Regions from separate parts of the Sus scrofa genome. Here region 2 is linked to region 1. Evidence: chromatin contacts called from public HiChIP or PLAC-seq data. All regions are on one chromosome and are shown on one strand. The core of a region is the stretch at or near the end of the contact, and the rest is flanking DNA. Distances in the headings are between cores, read along the strand shown. Region 1 has its middle 47 kb from the start of TRNAE-UUC. Region 2 overlaps TSC22D1 (TSC22 domain family protein 1).

Region 1 (6,194 bases), core at 1,528-4,027:
AAAGAGTTCTGAATAATCCAGCCACTTAACCTTGCCCTGCAGAAAGCCAGTCTCATGCTATTCTTCTTCTGGCGATGAAGGTTACTTCTGAATCGCATCTGTTGTTCCATGAGCATAATTCTCTTACATGTGAGGATTCATTTCGCCATGTAACGTTTAAAAATAAAATGTCTATTGTCTTAGGAATTCTGGGAACCACTCCTAAATATAAAATCAATTGGAAATCGCACGGCTATAAAGACAAATAATCAAGGGAGGAAACTTGACAGGAAATTCCAATTCGGGTGGAACATTTTGGACTTAAAAGTGAGGTTCCCTTTATAATCACTGCCTCAGATATTCTTGTATTTAAAACTTTTTCAAAGCAAAAATTTTAATGGCCTCCAATAATAACACCACCAAAAAGACAGAAAACAAAAGCAGAAAGGTCTGGAGTTCCCATCGTGGCTCAGTGGTTAACGAATCCGACTAGGAACCATGAGATTGCGGGTTCGATCCCTGGCCTTGCTCAGTGGGTTAAGGATCTGGAGTTGCCATGAGCTGTGGTGTAGGTTGCAGATTCAGCTCGTATCCTGTGTTGCTGTGGCTGTGGTGTAGGCCGGCGGCTACAGCTCCGATTCGACCCCTAGCCTGGGAACCTCCATATGCTGCAGAAGCGGGCCTAGAAAAGGCAAAAAGACAAAAAAAAAAAAAAAAAAAAAGAAAAAGAAAAAAGAAAAGGCAGAAAGGTCTGAGTGAACCTCTGCCCCCATCATCTCGGAATCATTGTAAGTCCAGGCCAAGCGGCTCCCTGGACTGTGTGCCTCCCTCTGAGCAGATCTTCCTTCTCCTTCCCATTCAGACGTCAGGCACTGTTGGATAAACAGAGTTGTGGAGAGGGGCTGGCCTAGAGCAGTGACAAATGGGATGTGTGGTAGGAGGATGTCCAGAGGCATGCTCACGTCTGTCCCAGGACCTAATTAGGACAAACGGCAGAGAATACACTGAGTGCAAGGCCAACGCCTTCCTCTGAGCCATATGGGGGACATGTTGGGTGAGATCCAAGGGATGTGAGGAAGAAAAAGTCACAGTAATTCTATTTTGTTGCAGAGAGAGAGAGATTTCTGTTTCCATTGAGACCATGAAAGCTTGCGGAGGGTGTCATAAACCCCTCTGTTCCTAACCTCAGGACTCCTCAGGAATCTTCAGAACTGCATCCCAAGAGCCCCCAGGGCTCATGTTCCTTGATAAAGGTCCGTCTCAGCTTTGTTGCCCTCACCTTGCCTGATCAGGAGTTTTCCACGAAGCAATGAGATGGACTCCATGTTCTGATGAGAATATTTGCTTAACATCAGGCTTATACTCTCTCTCTCTCTTTTTTTTTTTTCTAATTCTAGTTCCAATTTGAATTCCCTTTTAAATTTTTTATTAAAATATATGGGAGCCCCCATTGCAGCTCAATGGTAACAAACCTGACTAGTTTCCATAAGGCCTTGGGTTTGATCCCTGGCCTTGCTCAGTGGCTTAAGGATCCGGTGTTTCTGTGACCTGTGGTGTAGGTGGCAGATGTAGCTCAGATCCTGTGTGTTGCTGTGGCTGTGGTGTAGGCCAGCCGCTGTAGCTCCGATTTACCTCTTGGCCTGGGAACTTCCATATGCTGTGGGTGTGGCCCTAAAAAGAAAAAAAAAAGTTATTAAAGCAGAGTTGATTTACAGTGTTCCTTCAATTTCTGCTGTACAGCAGAGTGAATAGAATCTGAGCCTCCAGATTTGCGCGTGTTCTGTCATTGCTACATAGGATGCTGTCTGTTAGGAACATCAAGCCCATAATGAGTCAAGAAAGATAAAAGTTTAAGGATGAGGAAATGGGGAAGGGAAGAGTTGTGTATCTCTAGACAGAGAGGGCTTATGCAAGCCCTCACAGACCTATGAATAAAGCACATGGGGCCTCTGTCCTCCCCACGCAGCCCTCCAGCGTGTCACTGGTAAATCCCAAATGGCTCTGGGACAGCTGCCCCGTGTGGGGACACATGGGAGGAACACTTAATCCCCACTAAGGAGGGGCTGCAGGGCGGAGGGCCAGCCTTAGCACCTCCCGTGGAGGGTTTTCCGTGCCACAGCCTCTTCCTTTACATGCTTGCAAGGAAGAGAGCAGACGTAGAGGACGAAAGAGGGAGAGGCATGTTGGGCAAACGTAGGAGAGGGAGGGTGTTGAAGCGTTGAGCTGAGGGCTTGGCTCCGAGGGGCATGTTCAGAACACTGTGAAAGCTCTTTAAATAGAGCTCTCGCAGGTGGATGCAGGGACGGAGCAAAGCCGCCCTGTGCTCCAGGGAACTAAGTAAATAAGCCTAGACGTCAAATGTCCAGAGCTGGAGAGGGGCTGGGCCGGACCAAGGGCTCCGCAGCAAGTCCCAGAACGTCTTGGGTTTTAATTGCCCTGGGCTATTAGAGGGCATCTGTGGAGTTGCTCACATTTCAGGAAATGTTTTCTGCGTGGGGACCTTTCAGAGGAACATATGCAAGTCCAGCCTCAGCTCTGAACCCGTGCAGCATCTGAGTGGTGATGAGAGCTTCTGAATGGCTTTGGCTTTCTGAAGGGGTCTTGAGGCCCTTCCATGAATTGGCTTCTGAGCCCATGTTTTATATCTTTTCCTTGCAAATGTAAACCCAGGGATTATCATGCTATGACTGAAGTATTGATCTTATAAAAACCAACCCATGACCCCCAGTAAAAAAGCCACACCAACTGGCATCCCTCACCACCTCGCTGTGTTCTTTCCACTCAGAGCACAAGTGTACATAAAGCGAGAACGCAAATACAGGCAAGGGCGGTGTTTGGTTTTTGATGAGACATTAAACCTCAGACAGTCATTAAACTTCTCGAACTTCGTGGCTCCTGTCCAGGTTGGAAAGCAGGTCAAGCAAGTCAAGCCAAGGGGAGGGTGTGTGATCTTTTGTTCTCAGCAGGCTTGGAAGATGGTGTCAGGATTAACGTTTGACTTTGGGTCTTAACTATTTTATGTCTTGGTTCCCTCGCCTACGAACAACACATACATCTCGCCATGAAAGAAGATCTTACTTTGCCATTAGTGGGAAGGGTATAAACTAGTTCCTTTGGAGGGCAGAGCAAAATGGCACAGAGTTTAGGCTCAAGAGCAGCGTGGGCCAGTAGAAGTATGATGGGAGCCCTGAGTGAAGGCATGTGGACTATCAACTTTTCTGGGAGCCACATTAACCAAAAGTAAAAAAAAAAATTAGGTGATGCAAACTATTGCATTTAGAATGGATAAGCAATGAGGTCCTCCTGTATAGCACAGGGAGCTATATCTAATCTCTTGGGTTAGACCATGATGGAAAATACTATAAGAAAAAGAATAAATATATAATACACACATATATATGACTGGGTCACTATGCTGTACAGCAGAAATTGACAGAAAATTGTAAATCATCTATACTTTAATAAAAAAAAACCCAAATAGGTAAAAAGCATTTTAACACCTTTTGAAAAATTCAGTGTGTCCAAAATATTATTTCAACATATCATCAATATCTTAAAAATCATTAATGGGATTTCCCATCGTGGCTCAGCGGAAACAAATCTGACTACCATTGATGAGGATGCAGGTTCCATTCCTGGCCTTGCTCAGTGGGTTAAAGATCTGGCATTGCCCTGAGCTGTGGTGTAGGTCCAAGAAGCAGCTCAGATCCCGTGTTGCTGCTGTGGCTGTAGTGTAGGCCGTCAGCTACAGCTCCAGTTCGACGCCTAGTCTGGGACCCTCCATATGTTGTGGGTGCGGCCCTAAGAAAACAGACAAAAAAAATTATTAATGAGATATTTTACATAACTTTCTTCACACCAAGTTACCAAATATAATGCGTATTTTACACATTAAATTGCACATCTCAATTCAACCGAGCCGTATTTCAAGTAGGCTGTGTTGGGCAGGGCAGACCTAAAGTCAAATTGATTTGACCTAGATGTTGCGCAAGTGACTTAAGCATCATGGCCTTCAGTTTCTACATCTGTAAAATGGGAATGATAATAGGATCTCCCTTAGTGGGTTTGTCATGAAGATAACAGAGTGTATCTGGAAATATACTTTAAGCCCTCAGTGCAGTGACTGGCATATATTTCATCAATCCATGTAAACTCTCAGTATTAGTTTTGGCAAAAGTACACTGGGTAAAAGCGTTGGTTTTTCTCCAAAATATGTTGAATCCAAATCAGATGAAATTGAGTTGAATTTCGAGTTTAGATCTTTTTTGAGGAGACAGAGGTGGAGGACGGCAATTATTTAGCAGCCCAAATCAGGTAAACATATTTGAAACATATCAATCTTTGATTTCATTAAACCAGTAATTTTTAAAATATAAAATGGCCTTTCCCTTATGCTGATGGCAAGGGAAAGCAAGAGTAGTTTTAAATAGTTACCTGCCAATTGTTACCTCACCTCGTCAGAATGATCTAAGGCAATTGAATAGTACATTTACGCCATTTATGAAAGTGCATGCATTTAGATCTTGAGAGGCAGAATTTAGATCTTGGAGCTTTTAAAATAATAAAACACTCAGTGTTAACCTGGAGTTCCTAGCCTTGTTTCCTAATGCAATTTTGCCTTTGGGTGGCAGCCCCATCTGGGGACTTCTGCATTGTCCCCAACCTCAGAGTTTCATTTTAGTGCGTCAGATATTCACCAAAGGTGTAGAGCATTTACTTTGCAGACACAGAGGCCAATGTGTTCTATGATTTTTTTTAGCACCTGTGAATGAGCGTAAGTCAGGTACAAGATTCAATGGGAGGAATAGAGTGGGACCTGGGGGTTAGCAGAGGTAAGCTATTTTACATGGAGGGGATAGGCAACAAGATCCTACTTGGGAGCACAGGGAACTCTATTCAATATCTTGTGATAAACCATAATGCAAAGGATATAAAAAAAGAGTATATATATGTAACTGAATCATTTTTCTGGACAGTAGAAATTAACACAACATTGTTAAATCAGCTATATTTCAGTAAAAATAAATAAATGTAAAAGGTTTTATAAAGTAGCAAGATTCTTTCTTTTTATGGCCACTTTGTCTTTTTTTTTTTAAGGGCCACAGGTGCAGCATAAGGAGGTTCCCAAGCTTGGGGTTGAATTGGAACTCCAGCTGCCAGCCTACACCACAGCCACAGCAATGTCAGATCCGAGCTGAGTCTATGACCTACACCACAGTTCACAGCCATGCTGGATCCTTCACCCCCTGAGTGAGGCCAGGGATCGAACCCATGTCCTCGTGGATGCTAGTCGGGCTCATTGCCATTTAGCTATATTGGGAACATCCACCTTATGCCCTATTTAATAAAGCATATCAATTGCATCCTTGAATCGATTATGGAGATTCTGTTCTCCTCACCATCGTTGGGACTGTCCAGCCAGTTTGACTTTCTCTTATGGTCAGTTACCAGCTAGAGAACATTTCCTTCTGAAAGGAGGGAGATTTACCTAAAAATAAAGCGGTTTCAAAGTTCTTTATCCTAAAACTTGTCTAAATTGTAAAACAAATCACTCAGGAGATTCAATGAATTTTTTGGCCCAGAGAGCTTCAATATTTGACGCTTGAACACTGGGTCCTCCAGCTGTTAAGCCACGTTCATTTGTTTCTGGCTCTGACGTTTTGGAGGATTTTGTGGCCCTCTTTTCCAGACCTAAGTTTAATTGGAGTTAGTCATTTGAGAAAGAACATATAAGCCACCTGAAATTTGGGGGTGAAGGCTGTGATCTCTCTTGCCCCTCAATAGACGAGACTGTCTTTGTGAGGCTTTGTTGATGGTATTTTTACATAAGCAGAGGCTCCATATGGCAGAGGGAAGAAGGCAGGCAGAGGAGCCTGTAACCAGATCGTGTGAAGCGGAGACGAGGACAAAAGCTCCTTTATCTCTTTGCAGTCACTTAGCCTAGAAAAACCTGAGGCCTGAGTGCTGGGGTCCTCACCTCGGTTCTCGCAAGCATTTGAGCTAAACATGGAGGAATGAGGGTTCGTCCCACTGGCCTCAGCCTTCCGTTAGGATTTCTGAGTGGCCTGTGCTTCTCAGATGGAATTCATAAGCACCTTGAATAATTTACCCTTCTTCTCATTCCAGAGATTCTTTAGTTAGGTATTTTCAAAAGTTTCTTTCTTTTAAAGTCATGTGACCCAGGCTACTAGGCGGCCTTCACTAGTTCATCATTT
Region 2 (5,682 bases), core at 1,265-3,764, 200 kb after region 1:
ATGTAACTATTTGTTATTGTTAGGAATACTTAGTAGGTGTTGGAAAATGTTGAAAAACTGGATTGAGAATTGATTGCATGGCTTTAAACATAGCTTTAAAAAAATGTAAGCATTTGTCGGAGTTCCTGTCATGGCTCAGTGGTTAACAAATCCGACTAGGAACCATGAGGTTGGGGGTTCGATCCCTGGCCTTGCTCAGTGGGTTAAGGATCCGGCATTGCCATGAGCTGTGGTGTGTGGTGTAGGTCACAGATGTGGATGGGATCCCTAGTTGCTGTGGCTGTGGTGTAGGCTGGCAGTTACAGCTCCGATTCGACCCCTAGCTTGGGAACCTCCATATGCCATGGGAGCAGCCCTAGAAATGGCAAAAAGACCAAAAAAAAAAGTAAATATTTGTCTTTACGGTCTGGATATTTAATTTTTAGGTATCTTGCTAATAGTGATAGCTTCATATTCTCATTAATGATCAGAGGATAGTATGTATTTAGGACTATGATTGTTTTGGTAGTGGACATAAATCCATCTTTCAGATGAATTCTGGTTGATTTTGTGGGGTTCTTTTTTCATAGGTCTAATTGGCATCTGTGTGTATCAGTTATCGTGGTTAAAAGGGTGTTCAGCTCTGCCATTTTCCTTTTATTGGCTTGTGTTTGCATTATTACTATCCTCATCCTTATATTCCTTTCTAGGAATATTTTAAAGCCATTTCTCTATTGGGTGTGAGTTATTTAGTTAAGGCAATATAACATAACTCACTTAATCCGATGCCCATAAACTTCAGTAAAATTTATGAAAGTAACTTGGTAAAATTCCTACTGAAAATTCCTGTTTCTTTGTGAAACTACCACTGAGGAAATCTGAATGGAACATAAGTTGAAACTGTACTTGATGAGACCATCTGACCAAGGGATAGAGGGTGGGTGCCAGTGTCAGTTTGAATATTAAATACCAGCACCGCTCAGAGTCTTTCCTATTTTTTTAAGATTACAAATTTTTGGAGGGGAGTAGTTCCTGTTGTGGCTTTGCTTGTTAAGGACTCAGTGTTGTCTCTGTGGGGACGGGGGTTCGTCCTGGTCGTGCTCAGTGGGTTAAGGATCTGCAGTTGCCATGGCTGTGTCGTAGGTGGTAGCTGCAGCTCCAGTTTGACCCTTGGCCCAGGAACTTCCCTATGCTGCAGGTGTGACTGTAAAAAGAGGAAAAAAAATTTTTTTTGACTACTCCTGTGGCATGTGGAAGTTTCAGGACCAGGGACCCGAGCTGCTGCAGTGGCAATGCCCGATCTTTAATTTGCTGCACCACAAGGGAACTCCTAAGATTAAAATTTTAATGTATTTTCTTTCTACTCCAAATACCCTGTTTATATACCCTGTTTTGGAGTTTATTGGTTTAAAGTATAGTTTTAAGAATTGGGATTTTTTTCTCTCATGGTCCTTCAACATTAAAATAATTTGCGTGTCAGTTAAAATAAATTCCAGCCTTATTTAACTGCTCATGGTTTTTCCATTACCATGACTCCCTCAGTTTCTCATTTCCGAGGTTTTTGAACTCTTCTGAATCAGGCCATTGTACAGTCTTAGATAAATATTAAAACAAAGTTTGATGAAAGTAATATCCATGATACTCTGATAGCTAGATGCTATAATTAGGACCGTCCATGAATAAAATAAGCAATCTAATTTTAACTTTGCCCTTTTTGAGGGGAGGAGACACTTTGTTTAATTAGAAATACTCTCTGTGAATTAACATATAATTTGTTTACCTCCACTTTGAAGCAGCATATTCATTTTCTTCTGGGATTTTTAACTTCTTTTTTTGCCACAACTATTTTTAAACAGGCTGACATATTCTTGAGATCGATTTAATTTGTAGGTGTTTAAAGAAAATACCAGCGTCGCTGGAAAATGCTCTAGAACCCTCAGGTTTTGATAGATGTTGCACGTTTAAAATAGATTTTAATGTTCCCATACATTTTCAGTGTGAAATGTAATGCTTGCTTTCTGTTATTAATGTGGCTTAGAAACTGTAGGAGATACTAAACTCTTCTGGGAAGAATTGTAATTTATGCTCATTGTTGATTTTCTCCGGTTTTTACTTAATATTTTAGTGAGTAGGTAACAATTTAATATTTTTTTAAATGGAAACAATGACATTACCATTGCTCTCCTATTTTTTTGTATGTAGTGGTCACAGGTAAGCGCACACACCATGTAACAAAATAAAAATTCTCGTTTGTGAAATGGCTATAGCGCAGGATGAGTTAAGTTTTGAAAATTAGCTTCCATTTCAGTTGTTACCTCTAATGGCTAAAAAGTTGTGTTTGTGTGTATTTTACACACAATCTGGATCTAATTATATTTATGTCTCATACATATACGTATATTGGTGTAAGCACACAAACACATGAACACGCACGTGTATACGTGGGTTATAAACATGTCACAGATCCCTGACGGGAGGGAGCGTGGTGGAGCAGACAACTGTCACTCTTGGTTGCGTTTTTAGATTGTTGGCTCGTTTTAGAGCTAAGAGATCAGCAGCAAGAAGGAGTGACTAACCCCGGGGTTGGTCTTGGGCGGGGGAACTGCTAACCCTTCCCCTCTTCATCTTAGTGGTCATCAACCAACTTTTGCCAAAATGTTTTATTTTCTTTTTTGAGAAGCTCCTGTTAATGGTGTTGCTGTTTCTCGAAGTAGGAGAGGAAAGGAAGGGAATAATTCAGGCAAATCTGGACCTTTAAAATCCTCCTTTGAGGGAAGAGGGTGCAAGTGCCTCAATCTCATCTTTTCTACTGAGTGGATTTTTAAATTATTATTATTTTTTTAATTCTTTTTCTTTTTAGGGCTGCACCTGCTGCATGTGGAAGTTCCTGGGTTAGGGGTCAAATTGGAGCTGCAGCTGCTGGCCTACGCTAAGCCACAGCACAGGGCATCTGAGCTGAATCTGCCACATATGTCACAGCCTGTGGCAGCACCAGATCCTTAACCCACTGATTGAAGCTAGGGATTGAACCCACATCCTCATGGATATTGTTGGGTTCTTAACCCGCTGAGCCACAATAGGGGAACTCCATGAATTTTTTTTTTTTAATTGAAGTATAGTGATTTGCAGGTTTATATTTCAGGTCTATAACATAGCGATTCAATATTTTTATACATGATATTCCATTTATATTTATTATAGAATACTGGCTATCCTCCCTGTGCTGTACTCTACTGTATATCCGTGTGGCTTATTTATTTTGTACAGGTAACAGTTTGTAACTCTTAATCCTCTGCTTTTCTCTTGCCCCTCCATCTACTTAGTGGAATTTCGATAGAGTGCTTTACATTTTACCACTTTTAACAAACGTAAATCCAATCATATTTCATTTGTAGTATTATTGCTTTTTCATTATTAGTAAGGAAGAATATTTCTTTACTGGGGTAACACAGTCACTGGGTATGTTTTAAAGATGGCTTGGGTGTTTCTGATCTCTTGAGATGTCCTGGGTTTCTTTTCTGGCCTCTGGCTACCCTATGGCTAGTTTCCATTAGCCATTCTACCCAGATACTTTTTTGGAGCCTGGATCTCAAGTTTTCAGGAACTCTATTTATTAAGAGAGGTTTTTTTTTTTTTTTTTTTTTTTTTTTTTTTTAAAGTGGGGTCATTAGAATTGAAGTTGGTCCTCCAGGTGGAAGGGAAATGGGAAGAGGGTGTGCTTCCTCGTTCAGCATGAATTTCTAGTGTCCCCAAATCCCCAAGCACACTAATAATTATCAACTAGAAAACTTTTTTTAATAGCATGTGTGCTAAAGTTGTGCAGATAAAGCAGCACATCACTCTAGGGACAATACAGATGAGCTAAAACATTTACAAACTACTTTTTGGAAATGGGATATGTTTTATTAAAATCAACTCCCTTTCCTCTTTCAACCATCCATTTCAAAAAGTATTATAGAAAGGCAGCATGGGAGTTCCTGTTGTGGCTCAGTGGTGGACAAACCCGACTAGCATCCACGAAGATGCAGGTTCGATCCCTGGCCTTGCTCAGTGGGTTAAGGATCTGGCATTGCTGTGAGCTGTGGTGTAGGCCAGCAGCTACAGCTCTGATTGGACTCCTATCCTGGGAACCTTTTTAGGGTGCTGCCCTAAAAAGGCCAAAAAAAAAAAAAAAAAAAAAAAAAAGGCAACATGAAAAATGTTTAGCTACTCTCCAAAATAGTATATTTGAATTATGGGTTTTGTTCATGTTAATATCCTTATCATTCCCTCTGTGAAGTTCCTTACTGCTTATTTGAACTGACATTTCTTTTTAAAAATTTTAATAGATTTAAAAACAGTACATATTGGAAAGTGTTGCTCTTACCTCTGTTCCAAATTCACCAGCACTACCTACCTCTCCAACCCTAGCCCTAGCCGCCACTATTAAGCAATTCTTTATTCTTTCAGACATTCTATATGCATATTCAACCAATTCAGAATCAATATTATTTTTTCACTTTTAAACATTTCATGCAAAAGCTAGCACACTGTATACACTATTCTGTCCTTTGCATTTTTTAGTATGGTAAACAGACTACCTTCTCTCTCTTTTTTAACATAATTGTATAGTACTGCACTACATAGATATACCATATTTCACTTACCCAGCTTCTTTTTTTTTTTAATCTTTTTGCCTTTTCTGGGGCTGCTCCCTGGGCATATGGAGGTTCCCAGGCTAGGGGTCGAATCAGAGCTGTAGCCACCAGCCTACACCACAACCACAGCAACGCCAGATCTGAGCCTCGTCTGTGACCTATACCACAGCTCATGGCAATGCCAGATCCTTAACCCACTGAACAAGGCCAGGGGTCGAACCCACAACCTCATGGTTCCTAGTCAGATTCGTTAACCACTGAGCCACAATGGGAAATCCAGCCAGCTTCTAATTAATGTATATTTAGGTTGTTTCTTATCTTTTACTAATACTGTAATGAATAACCATGTATATGTTTCATTTCTTAACTGTGTAAGTATTTTCATAAGATAAATTCCTCGAAATAGAATTTCGGGGTCAGAGGATATCATTTTGTAATTTCGAGGAATATTGTCAAGTGGTGGCCATCTTACCAATTTATACTCCTACTAGCAATGGATGAGAATATGTATTTCTCTATTGCTTTGTCATTAGAGTATATTTTTGAATTTATAGATTTTTTGCCTATCCGTTAGGTGAACATTGTATCTCAGAGCAGTTTATTTGTTTGTTTTTGTTTTGTTGTTGTTTGGTTTTTTTTTTAGGGCCATACCTGCAGTATGTGGAAGTTCCCAGGTTAGGGGTCAAATTGGAGCTGCAGCTGCTGGCCCCCGCCACAGCCACAAGTAATGCCGGATCTGAGCCTTGTCTGTGTCCTACACCACAGACCACGGCAACCCTGGATCCTTAACCCACTGAGCAAGGCCAGGGATCGAACCTGCGTCCTTGTGGATACTAGTGGGATTCGTTTCCACTGGGCCACAGTGGGAACTCCTCAGAGCAGTTTTGATTTACGTATTTCTTGTGAGTGACTTTAAGCTTCTTTTCATATGTTTTTGTTTCCTTGAACTACCTGTTCATATTTTCTGCCTATTTTCTATTGAGATGGTTTTTCTTTTTTTGATTAGCCCTTTGTCGGTGATATGAAGAGTAGCCGATATTTTTCTCACTTGGACATTTGTCTTTTG

The links. HiChIP or PLAC-seq counts read pairs in DNA pulled down with a chosen protein or histone mark.
Region 2: an H3K27ac HiChIP or PLAC-seq map of skeletal muscle shows a contact between it and region 1. The contact joins two enhancer-like sites. A contact is called at or near these places in 3 of 47 Hi-C or Micro-C datasets (epiblast stem cells, skeletal muscle and subcutaneous adipose tissue) and 1 of 2 datasets of contacts at active chromatin or transcription factors (skeletal muscle).

Annotation. Positions count from the first base shown.
Region 1 is chr11:22,369,219-22,375,412 of Sscrofa11.1, forward strand. No RefSeq gene overlaps it. Among named protein-coding and RNA genes, the nearest start is that of TRNAE-UUC, 47 kb to the left of the region's middle. Within about 2 kb of position 2,778, at least 12 of the 83 cell types and tissues checked have an H3K27ac peak or open chromatin away from gene starts, as enhancers often do. A contact at or near this core is called in skeletal muscle, where this site is marked.
Region 2 is chr11:22,569,362-22,575,043 of Sscrofa11.1, forward strand. All of the region lies in intron 1 of TSC22D1 (TSC22 domain family protein 1), which reads left to right. Among named protein-coding and RNA genes, the nearest start is that of TSC22D1, 53 kb to the left of the region's middle. Within about 2 kb of position 2,515, at least 1 of the 83 cell types and tissues checked has an H3K27ac peak or open chromatin away from gene starts, as enhancers often do. A contact at or near this core is called in skeletal muscle, where this site is marked.